2 separate regions of the Mus musculus genome follow, and region 1 is linked to region 2. A link is a contact called in public Hi-C data. All regions are on one chromosome and are shown on one strand. The core of a region is the stretch at or near the end of the contact, and the rest is flanking DNA. Distances in the headings are between cores, read along the strand shown. Region 1 holds the start of Arf1 (ADP-ribosylation factor 1). Region 2 holds the start of Igtp (interferon gamma induced GTPase).

What was found. A called contact is a pair of places that touch in the nucleus more often than the background predicts.
Region 1: a contact with region 2 is called in a Hi-C map of B cells, with 8 read pairs. The contact joins the promoter of Arf1 here to the promoter of Igtp in region 2. A contact is called at or near these places in 1 of 39 promoter capture datasets (pre-B cells), 1 of 484 Hi-C or Micro-C datasets (B cells) and 1 of 9 other capture datasets (macrophages).

Annotation. Positions count from the first base shown.
Region 1 is chr11:59,225,919-59,231,813 of GRCm38.p6, forward strand. It overlaps Arf1 (ADP-ribosylation factor 1), which reads right to left and starts at 2,349. Exons shown (of 5, transcript NM_007476.3): 1 at 2,255-2,349.
Region 2 is chr11:58,196,682-58,202,510 of GRCm38.p6, forward strand. Igtp (interferon gamma induced GTPase) reads left to right here and starts at 2,875. Exons shown (of 3, transcript NM_018738.4): 1 at 2,875-3,098; 2 at 4,787-5,036. The coding sequence starts at 4,998.

The sequences.
Region 1 (5,895 bases), core at 1,099-3,598, 1.0 Mb after region 2:
ACGAGTAGATTTAAACCTGTATATCAGAGCCAGGAGGTGGTGGCTTATGTCTTTAATCCCAACACCCAGGCAGATTTCTGAGTTCGAGGCTAGCCTGGTCTCCAGAGGGAGTTCCAGGACAGCCAGGGCTATACAGAAAAACCCTGCACATCAATGTAACATTTAATTCTAAGAATCTGAAAAAAAAAATTGACCAAACAATTTCAAAGCATTGTGACAAGCTATTGCATGAACTTGCACAACAAGTTTTTTCTCTTGGTTAGGCTGCCTGACACTGGGTTACCACAGCAACTGCTGGTCTAATTTACCTTTACTTTAAAAAAAAAAAGAAAGAAAGAAAAAGAAAAAGAAAAGGTATTTTGAAGCCTGTCTGGTCCTGGGCAGAGGAAGCAGCCCAGTGGAGCAAAGATTCTGAATATCCGTTCTACAAGGGGCAAGGGGCACAGTGGACGTCCCAGATGCATGACTTACAATCACAGCTGTGTGAGGGCCACAGAACTAGTTACTGCTACTTTCCTTTCAGGATGAGTAGACTGAGTATGAGTCAGCTGTTATTCACACTGCCTTAAACCTTGTATGCAGTGCTAGAGATCCAAACCAAGACTTCACGAAGGCTAGAAAAGCACTCTACCATCTAGCTCCTAAACCTTTTTGAAGTAGCAATTCTGTACATCTGCCTCACAAGCAAGAGAACAGTGTGGTGATCCAGTGACTCAGACCCATTTTCAAATCTAAGGATAAGTGAGAGACATTCCAATAAGGGAAACCTTTATGCCACAGAAGACAATGTAGTTCACACATCTGTGACTGGCCCTTACACCACACAACTCTCTGGAGAAACAGAGAAACCAGGTAGTAACACAGTGCATCAAATCTCATAGTTTAGGCTATTTCTGCTAGTGCTGCTAAAAGTTCAAAAGTGAGGACACTATAGTCACCTATGTCAGGCACTGTGGATACTGGCTAAGACAGAGGAGAGACACGAGGCCAGCACACAAAGCACCATGGCACCTCACTAGTCTTCTGACAGACACGGCAGAAACCACCAGAATCAGCCTGCAGGAAAAACTGCTGACCACTAGTTGTGAAACAAGAACTACAACAGAAGACTCCAACATGGGTTGTGGCATCAACTACTGGGCTCTCCAATGACTTCTGGGACCAAGAGCAGCTGACCCTTCCTTTCCTGACAAAGCAGCCAGTTGCTGTTTGAATGGGAGAATTCCTTCTTGATGTGAACAGAATCCCTAGCATTTTGCATTTGTTCTATGTAGCTAGACCATACAACATATGTAGCTACCTACACTACAAACTGACATGGCACGACCACCCTAAATGGACAGCCAGAATTGTGTACTGGACCTGGTCTCTGTACCTGCGGACTGCTCAGAGGCCGGGAACGGGTTATTCCATGGGCAGGTTAAAGATTCTCCAATTCAGAATGGCCTTTCTAATCCACCCAAAAGTGCATAAAGGAGCCGGTCAAGAGGCGAAACAAGGCTCAAACCCCTCCGGGGGCCATCGGCACCCCAATGCAGATCTCACCGACGATATTCGGGGCCCAAATCACGGCTAATTGGGGATCACAGTGGGTATTCTGGTATCCCCCGAGATCCGCAAATGCGCGTGTTAAATCCCAGCACCTGGATCCGCAGTTCGGAGCCCCTGTCCGACACCTGTCCCTTTCCCTTCCCCCTTCCTACAACTTCGGTCCTCCAGGCCGACAGGAACCGGACTCGAGAGACAGAAGAGGAAGACCTCGCCACCCGAGTGACCTTGACGTCGTCTCGGGGCCACCCGAGCCTCAGTTTCCCCAAGCCCGCGGTTCATGCCGTATCTGAAGCGGCCGGCTAGCCTTTAAGAAGGAAAACCCCGTGACCCCCCGAACCCTGCTCCCCGCTCCCAGGCTCTCGGGCCGTGGAGCCTAGGAGAGGCGCAGAGAGGAACAGCAGGAAACCTGGCTTCCTGGAGAAGAGCCGGCGTCCTGGCCGGACTTCCGGGCTGCGGCCCGCGGCGGGCGGCCAGGCAGGCGTAAGGGCCGCGGAGTGGGGGAGGGCCAAGCGGCCGTGGGCGACGCGGGACTCCGGGGCGTCCCGATCCTCTGTCCGGCCTGCCGCCGAGCTCACTGAGCATAGACCTCAGGCCGCCCGACCGGACTCGGTCCTTAGCAGCCGCAGCTGAGCGCCCCCTTGACTCCCACGATGACCAGCCCGCGGCCTCCCCAGTTTCGGCCTCAGCGCGCCCCGCGTCTCACCTCCGCGGCGGCTGCTCCCAGCCAGGCGTTGGTTTCGCTCCCACAAGATGGCGGCGCTGACGGCAGCCACGTCAGCGCCTGCCGCGGGGCACGCCGGGGGAAGAGGGCGGGCACGCAGAGGGCCCCGCCCCCACACGGATGGCGCTTGCGCGTCTGCACTTTGTAGCCTTCACGGGGCGGAGCCGAGGTCGCTCTGTTTCCGGATCGGGTCCCGGGCTAGCACTCTGGCTCCCGGCACTAGAACGAGCAAGGGTGTGGTGTATGGAGTTCCGTGTCCGCCGGCGCGTGCGCACGCGCGCCTTCCTGCGGAATTCCAGCCCATTCCGCGGATGCGGGGGTTGAGGCCAGTAAGCGTTCTAGAGCGCCAAGGTCAGAGTGGGAAGGTCGTGTCAGCCCTAGGAGGTGTAATGTCCTTCTCACAGTACCCCAGGGTCTCTGATATTCCAGCTGGGCCCTGGAATTGAAGAGAATGATGTGACCGACAGATGGCCAAAGTGGGAAGAGGCGCAGGCCAAATGTCAGACAAGCACCATGTCTCCACACTGGTCTTGGACCTGTGTGCACGCTCAGAGCTGACTGAGAGGACCAGACACCTGCATGGGCATAGCACTGCCTGAGAGGCAGTGATGGGGTGGCCTCCTTCAGGGTGCAGGTGAGGAGGAATCCGTTAACTCTCCCCATCGATGCAGGAATCAGGCCCAGGCTCTGTCCTCCCTATCCAGTTCTTCCACCCCGTGTGCTGTTGGGAGAAGTCCCACAGGTAGGAGATGTTGAGGGCCCTGGGAGATTCTTTTGAGCCTGGAGCCCTATCTATTGAGTTAGCAGGAGACAGTTCTGTTACCAGGGCCTGCTTCAGCCACTGTTGTGTCCAGGCACAGGGTACAGGGCATCCTCACTGTGTTTGGGGGTTGAGACCTCCAGAGCTTTCTCCCCAGAGTTGTGGGTGCTGAGCCTGGCAGGATTCGATGCAATAGTCACCTTCTTGACCCTAACACATCCCTTTCCATCGCTCAGGGCTCCATTTTCAAATGCTGCTTCTGTAAACGTCTATGGGGGTGCTTGCCTGTTCTCTCTCACCCTCAACACACAGCAAGTGTTTATACAAAGCCTTGGGTGTCGCTGCCTGCCACCAACCCTGGAGAAATGGCAGGACATCTCCTGAGACCTGTGATTCCAGCCATGCCAGAAGCCTGTCTTAGCCTCATGGATAAGTCGACAAAGAGATGGGGTGTCCAGAAAACCGCAGGCTAATAGTCAAGAACCAAACTCCCTTTCTGTACCTAAAAAGGCTAAAATTATGAAAAAATGGAGACAGGGTGGTAGTCATTCTGTTTATTGTAATGTGACCACTGTACATTGTAGTCCCGCTCAAAACATCACTCTGTACCCCGTAAATAATTATTTGTGTCAGTTAAAATTTTAAACAGCCTTTGTAGATATTTAATATCCACATGTGTAATGGATGATACATTTGAAGTGGATACCTACCTAGGCAGGCTCTTCCTACCTCCCCAGGTCAGCTGAAGCCACAGTGAAATTTTCATATTGCACATGAACTTTGAATGTTAAATTGTATATTCACTTAAATATATATAATTTTTCAAGATTTACTTATTTTATCTATATATGTGAGTGTCTATAAATATGTATGTATACCATATGGGTGCCTGGTGCCCAAAAAGTCCAGAAGATCCATTGGAACTGGAGCTACTGATGTTTTGAGTTACTATGCAGTTTCTGGGAACCAAACCCAGTTCCTCTACAAGAGCTGCAGTGGACTTGACCACAGAACCATCACTCCATCCCCAAGTGTGTATTAAAAAGGAAGTTGGACAATTGAACTGAAGAAACTCTTCATACTATTGTCACAGAGGACCCAAGCTCTGTTCCTAGCTCCCAACTGCCCATAACTCCGGTTCCAGGGACTCTGAAGCTTCTGCCTCCACAAGCACGTGCATAAACCACACACAGTTAAAAAAAAATCTTAAATTTTTAAAAATATTTATTTTTTAAAAAACAAAATCTTTAAAATTTTTAAAAGAAATAGAAAGCCAAAGAAACTTTATTTTGTGAGGAGGAACTTAGCAAATTGAAAAACAATATGGAGAGACAAGATGGGGTTTATGTAAGATACAGTTTTTTGAAAATGATAAGACAGATTGCTGGATGCCTACTCCCAAGTGAAGAAACTTACTTCCTTCTTTCATCTGTGCTTCTGCTTTGAGCCCTGTCCCAGTGGGGTGGCGGGGGCTTGAAAACATATGTGTGGGAGCCCTGAGTGGGCATGACTAGGGACAGACCCTACCAGGAAATAGCAATTGCTCGGGTAAACTGAGGCTAACTCTTCCACAAGGTTGCTTAGAGACCAGGAGTCCCTTTTCCTATCTGAGGTCCCTGGATGGACCAGCTCTGGCCAGGAGGGGGCGAGGTGAGCTGTGACTGAAAGAAGCTGTCCGTGTGGCTGTCCAGGATCCTTCCGCTACCTGTACTAGAAAGCTGGGAGTGCCGATGGCCTCAAACCTCCACTTCAGCTGATCATAGGCCAGGGAAAAGTCCAGGGCCTCTTCTGTAGACTAGTCTACTACGAGGTTTACTCCTAAGCACCTAGTCAGAGGCGTGGATCTCCAGGGGCCTGGCCTCCTGGTTTTGTCAGTTGCTAAAGAGACAGATGGACTCCTAGAGTAAGACCAGAGAAAGGAGGTTCAGTGAGGTGAAAGGAACTGTGTGTGCCTTGAAGACCCCATCCTGTGCCCCAGGCAATTTCTGCAGTTTCTGTAAGATGGATGGCATTCATGCCAGGCTACTGATGCTTAGAGATGTAGAAGTCTCTCTCTCTCTCTCTCTCTTTCTTTCTCTCTCTCTCTCTCTCTCTCTCTCTCTCTCTCTATATATATATATATATATATATATATATATATATATATATACACACACATACATGTGCACACTTGTGCATACGTGTATCACACACACCTGAGGTGGAGCCCACTGAAGTTTGCCCTCCACATCTCTTTCCCTGACCCCTTAGGGCTCAGGCACTCTGGTGATTTGACAGACTACAGTGTTCTCTGGGATTCCTATGCCAACAGGGAGCTCAGCGCTGCACCAGACCACTTTTTTTTTAAGTTGAAGTATTATTTTAAATACTTTTTAAAAAATTAATATTTATGGGGCTGGAGAGATGGCTCAGTGATCTTCCAAAGGTCCTGAGTTCAAATCCCAGCAACCACATCACCGGTGGCTCACAACCATCCGTAATGTAATGAGATCTGACGCCCTCTTCTGGTGGATCTGAAGACAGCTACAGTGTACTTAGATATAGTAATAAATAAATCTTTTTAAAAAATTAATATTTATATGAGTACACTGCAGTTGTCCCTAGACACACCAGAAGAGTGCATCAGACCCCATTACAGATGGTTGTGAGCCACCATGTAGTTGTTGGGAATTGAACTCAGGACCTCTGGAAGAGCAGTCAGTGCTCTTAACTGCTGAGCCATCTCTCTAGTCCCTCTTAGGGGCCTTTTCCAGCAGGAGTTTCTGAGCAGGCTAACTGGCTGAAAACATAACTTCACAGTGCCCTGAGTCTGTGCAGCACTGAGTCTCATTAGAACTCCACTTGGTATTATGTCTTATGTTCA
Region 2 (5,829 bases), core at 1,625-4,124:
AAGCCAGATCTTCAGTGTATGTAACACAGGGATTCACCCCTGAGCCTCTTCACATCTTGCTGAGCGAAGGCAACAAGTAAGAGGTGATGGATTTTGAGGTGACTAGTTCCTGTACTTCTGTGGGGAGATGATGTACAAACATAGCTCCTATGAGGTTAACCATGTCCAGGAGGGTACATAGTCCTGGTCCCGGGATGAAACTCTAACTCCAGACTGCCCCAGCTGGGAGCCGAGTTCTGGGTAAATGGCTTCTTCAAGAACAGGCTACATGTGCTCTGCATACCCTGTGTCCACACGCTGCATCTGCTGAGTCCCTTTGCCATGGACTTTTATCTGGTGTCCAGTCCATAAATACACGCTGCCGTGCCAGCCAGGGTCCCTCTCAGAGATCACTGGCTATACTCATGGGAGGCATGCTTGAGTGGCGATAGCTCCCAAGGTGGAATGCTGGGATCATTAAAATGTAAGAATCTAAAACATCTTCCTGAACTTGGGGACCAACTCCACTTGGCTCATGCAGACACTACATTTAGAACAGGAAATGGAAACCCCTAGTGCCAGGGAACTGTGTGGGTAACTGTTTACAGCAGCATTCTTTCCTTAGGCTTTGAGGGGGAACAGAGAGGGGAAGAGAGGGGGCAGGGCCTCTAGTTGTTTCTAAAAAAAAAATCACATATACAGGAATTGGGGTGTGAACATGGGCCACAATTGTTCCCTTCTTTCCTCCCTCCCTTCCTCTCTCCCTCTCTCTCTTCCTTCCTTCTTTCCTTCCTTCCTCTCTTCTTTTCTTCCTTCTTTCCTTCCTTCCTCTCTCTTCTTTCCTTCCTTCTTTTCTTCCTTCCTTCTTTCCCCTTCCTTCCTTCCTTCCTTCCTTCCTTCCTTCCTTCCTTCCTTCCTTCCTTCCTTCCTTCCTTTCTCCCTCCCTCCCCCCCTCTCTCACTCTCTCTTTCCTTCCTTTGTTTTTGAAACAGGGTTTCCTTGTGTAGCTCTAGCTGTCCTGGAACTTGATCTGTAGACCAGGCTGACCTCGAACTCAAGAGATCCTCCTGCCTCTGCCTCCTGAGTGCCTGGTTTGTTTAGATTCTTACGAAACTGACATCTCCCTGTAGCCCAGCAGGGACAGGAGTCTGCTTCTTGTTCTTGCTCTGGTGACAGTCGGGAAGCAGAGGCCAGCTATAAAGGCAAAGGGTAGAAAAGAATACAGGTGGATAGTGGCAATCCTGCTGATGTCCCCTGATGTGGCGAATGTTCCTCACACAGGAGAGATCGTTGGGAAGTTCGCATGCACAGCAGTCACCTTTGGGTCTCAGGGACAGAGACAGCCTGGTCCTAGGGGTCTGTTATACCTTCTTTGTAAATCATCACCTGTGTATGCACACACATATGGAGGCTACAGGACAACTTTGTCTGTCTTTCCTCAGAGGTTCTCCACCTTGTTTATTGACACAAAGTCTCTCACTGTAACTGGGGCTTACCAAATAGTCTAGGCTGGCTGGCCATCAGCCTATCTCCGTACTGGAGTTACTAGTACATATCACCACGTCTAACTTTTGACATGGGATCTGGAGGATTGAACTCAGGTCCCTGTGTGTGCACTGTAAGCACCTTACTGACTTCATCTCCCCAGCCTGTCAATCATCTATTGACCAAGTTCATCGATCAGGAACACTCCTGTGCAAGGGCATCTTGCAGAGTGCTGCCTGCTGTCATTTTCTGAGCGAGAGAAGTCACAGGTGGCAGAGACACTTAAAAATGAGATGACTTAGCAGGTAAAAGCACTGACTGCTCTTCCGAAGGTCCTGAATTCAAATCCCAGCAACCACATGGTGGCTCACAACCATCTGTATTAAGATCTGATGCCCAGGCCGGGAGAGGTGGCCACGCCTTTAATCCCAGCACTTGGGAGGCAGAGGCAGGCGAATTTCTGAGCTCAAGGCCAGCCTGGTCTACAGAGTGAGTTCCAAGACAGTCAGAGCTATACAGAGAAATGTCCTGTAACTCCGGTTGCACGGGTTCCAACTCTCTGCTCCGACCTCCGAGGCTCATGCACATGCACACCTATTGAAGGGAGGGATGGGGGAGGGAGGGAGTCAGGATGTTAGGGACAGTGAGTGAAAATGAAAGACCAGGTCAGTAAATGGCCTGGGGTGGGGGGAGCCCTGGGGGCATGGACTGTGCAAATGAGCACACACTTCCCATCAGCCACTTACCCTGCTAAGCAATTACACAGGGAAACTAGCCCATTCCCCTCTACCTGGGCACTCAGTGGTCCAGGGCATCACTGTACACAAAAAAAAAAGGAGAGGGGGAGGGGGAGAGGGGGGAGGGGGAGGGGGGAGGGGGAGGGGGGGAGAGTGTTTATTTTTATTTTTTGGTTTTTGTTTTGCTTTGTTTTAAATATTTTTCCTGAACTCAAGAGAAACCGGTGGGCAGAAGGAGACCACTTAAAGGTGGCATATTCTGCCGCATACTTTGATCCTGGGGAGACGACAGAATTGGAACAGGGCAGAGTAGGTGGAATTTCTGCCCCTGAGCTGAGTGGGCGGGAAGGAGCGAGTAGACAATGAGAAGCGACAGAAGCCCCAAGGAGCAGCAATGAAGGGCGAGTAGTTCTCCAAGGACCAAGTTCGCTGGGTCTCAACATGGTGCCATCATTAAGAGGGGCTCCGGAAAGGAGGTAGCAGGGTCAGACAAGGCAGCTCTGACCGAAGTCTGAATGGCAGGCTTCACGGGCAGACTTCTGACCTCTATACCTGGAATCTGGCCCAGTTACCCCTCTCTTTGAAGAAGAACGTGGCCTCTGAGTGCTAACTCCCGAAAACTAGCCATTTCTAGGAACTGAAACTGAAAGCTGTTCGGGCATCAGGCCCCGCCCCTTGGGGAGGAGGCAGGCAGGGCTCACGCCTAGAAGTTGGGGACTTACATCTGGGCCAACATAGATAGAGCAGGGTCTGAGAGGAAACCTAGGAGCTCAGGCTGCCCTTCAGCTGCTCCTGCCTCTTCTAATCGCTCTTCCCCACAGGACCCTGCCCCACCACACTTCTCTCTCTCCTGACCGTCCTGAGCCTGGATTGCAGCTTTGTAAGGCTTCTGAGCAGGTAGGTGAGGGGCTCCTGCTTGGCCTATAAACCTGCTCAGGGCAGGGGAGTCTGGGGTCAGGTGTTCCTCTGGGGCACCCTGTGCAGCAGGCACCCTCCTGCACTGTCTTCAGGATCGGAGTGCATGGTGTCTGGCTGAATCAAGTCCTTCCAATTCACCAGAGAGAAGCAGTGTGCTTCTTTTTTTACCTGGGTATCCCTGGGTTTGTGGGTCTTCTGAGGGAGCCTAGTTAAGAGAAAACAGGTGGGATTTTACTCAAATTCTCTTGGCCACTACTTCGATGACCCCTCAGGGGCCAGAGTCCAGGATCAGAACAGCCCACAGGTAATATTGGAACATTCTGGAATTGTGTAATGTGCATCTGTTCTCCATGTGCGACACGCAGGGGCTAGAACTCTGGCTTGGAAGGCTGGGTTCATAAGGAAACTTTTTGTCTAACTCTGTTGGGCATTATCTATCTGCCTTGGAGACGCTGGTTCTTCATCTGCCAGCATTTAATTTAATCTTTTGGAAGAGAGTATAACAAAATGCAACCCGACGGAACATAGTAACATAGGCAACCAATGGGCTGCCACTTCCACTGTGTATGTGACCTTTTTTGTGCAGGTGTGTGTGAGACTATTGCATTTGTGTGTGGGCCCGAGTGTCTGCTTGCCAGTGTGTATGTGTGTATAATCCAGAGGCTGACATTAGGGTGTCTTCCTCAGTCACTCTCCAATTTATTTCATTTTATTGAAATAGAATCTCTCAGTGAACCTCTTGGCTAGACTGACTGGCTGGCCAGCAAGCCCTCTGGGATCCTCCTCTGGACCTCCACCTCTCCAGCTAGGGTATTTTAGGCATGAGTATTGAAACTGGCTTTTATGTGGATGCCAGGGGTTCAAACTCCTGCTTGTGAGGCCAGTGCTTTCTTCATTGAGGCATCTCTTTCCCCCCCTTTCCCCAGAGTATTTAGAGAGATCTGGATCTTTATGGAGAATTGTAGTCAGCTTTAGATCAACCAGAAGCGTGACCAGGAACTGCTTTGTATAATTCAAGATGTCTTTCTTCTCTCCTTTCTTCCTTTCTTTTCTTTTTTCTTTCCTTGTCTTTCTTTTTGTTGGTTTTTTTTTTTTCTTGAACAGTCCACGGGGGCTTTTTATTTATGTTTTACACCTCTATAAAAAGGTGGCACACGCCTTTAATTCCAGCACTTGGGAGGCAGAGGCAGGCGGATTTCTGAGTTCGAGGACAGCCAGGGCTACACAGAGAAACCCTGTCTCGAAAAACCAAAAAAAAAAAAAAAAAAAAAAAAGAATCCCGGGATTTCCCCCCTCTGTGTGTTTTCGTCTTGCTTCTTCATGGTCCAGTACGGTGAAGCCACACTGACAGGTGGGAGCAGGTCCGCACTTGTTCAGCCTGCCTTTGGGGCCCACAGTAGTCCCCAGCTCTGAGATCATCAATGATTTAAAATTCGCCAATGTAGCTTTGCTTCATCATCTCAGTTAGGACCTGAGCGATGCCTTGGCCCACGGCCCGACGAGTGCCTGGCATTTGCCTCTCTTCTCAGCTGTTCTTGAGAGCACCCGCCGGGGCATGCACACCACAAGCAAGCTCACGGAGAGATGGCAGAAAGAGCTCCTTGTGGTTTCTGACAATACATTTTCCTCATCTGTCATCAGTTGTTGTAAAATCGTTTTTCTAACAGGTTCTGAAGGAGAGTAAAGAGTGCAAGGCCTAGAGCAGACCCACAGAGTTCAGGCCCACAGACATAGACCTTCATACTCCATAAAGTTGAAGAGAGAAGAAAGAAGCCGAGGACCACCGGCCCAGCCATTTTAGCTGAGACTCCAGAGCGTTCACTCAGACAGCGGAGAGCTGTGGAGAGAGAGAGAGAGAGAGCAGGGCACACACGTCCCATGGATTTAGTCACAAAGTTGCCACAAAATATCTGGAAGGTGAGTAGCATGGCTTGCCTGATGTACCGATGAGAAAACTGAGACTTCAGAAACTGGTTGGGCTGGCAGGGAGTTGGATGAGGCTTCAAACACAGGTTGGGGCTCTTGGCTGAACTCCTCCGTTCTGAGCTTATGTCCAGGCCCAGCCACTGTGTGAGTGGCTGCAGACAGTGCTCTGGGGGGAGAGATGAACTCACTTCAGGAAGGGAACAAAGGGAGGAAACATCCCAGGAGAGAGGACTGAGGAGAGAGGCCACCCGGGACAGGAGGGGAGGCCACCGAGGAAAGGAGTAAAGAGAGACGCTAGCCCAGGAGAGAACTGGGTGGGGCCATCCCAGGGAACTAATCAACACTCAGAAGTTGTTCCCTGGAAGTGGTCCCACAGCTAGAACGGTGGCTTTTTGGTGCAGACACTGGGCTCTTCAGTGTAAGGATGGGAAAAGTATCCTTCATGGGATACAGGTACACACTACATGAATCAAAGAGATGGTCTTGAGTTTGGGAGGTTTTGTTTGTTTGTTTGTTTGTTTGTTTTATTTTGTTGTTTTCGAGACAGGGTCTCTCTGTGTAGCCCTGGCTGTCCTGGAACTCACTCTGTAGACCAGGCTGGCCTCGAACTCAGAAATCCACCTGCCTCAGCCTCCCAAATGCTGGGATTAAAGGTGTGTGCCACCACCTCCTGGCAAATTTAGGATTTATTTATTTATTTATTTATTTATTTATTTATTTATTTATTTATTTGAGGCAGGGTTTCTCTGTGTAGCCCTGACTGTCCTGGAACTCAGAGATTTGC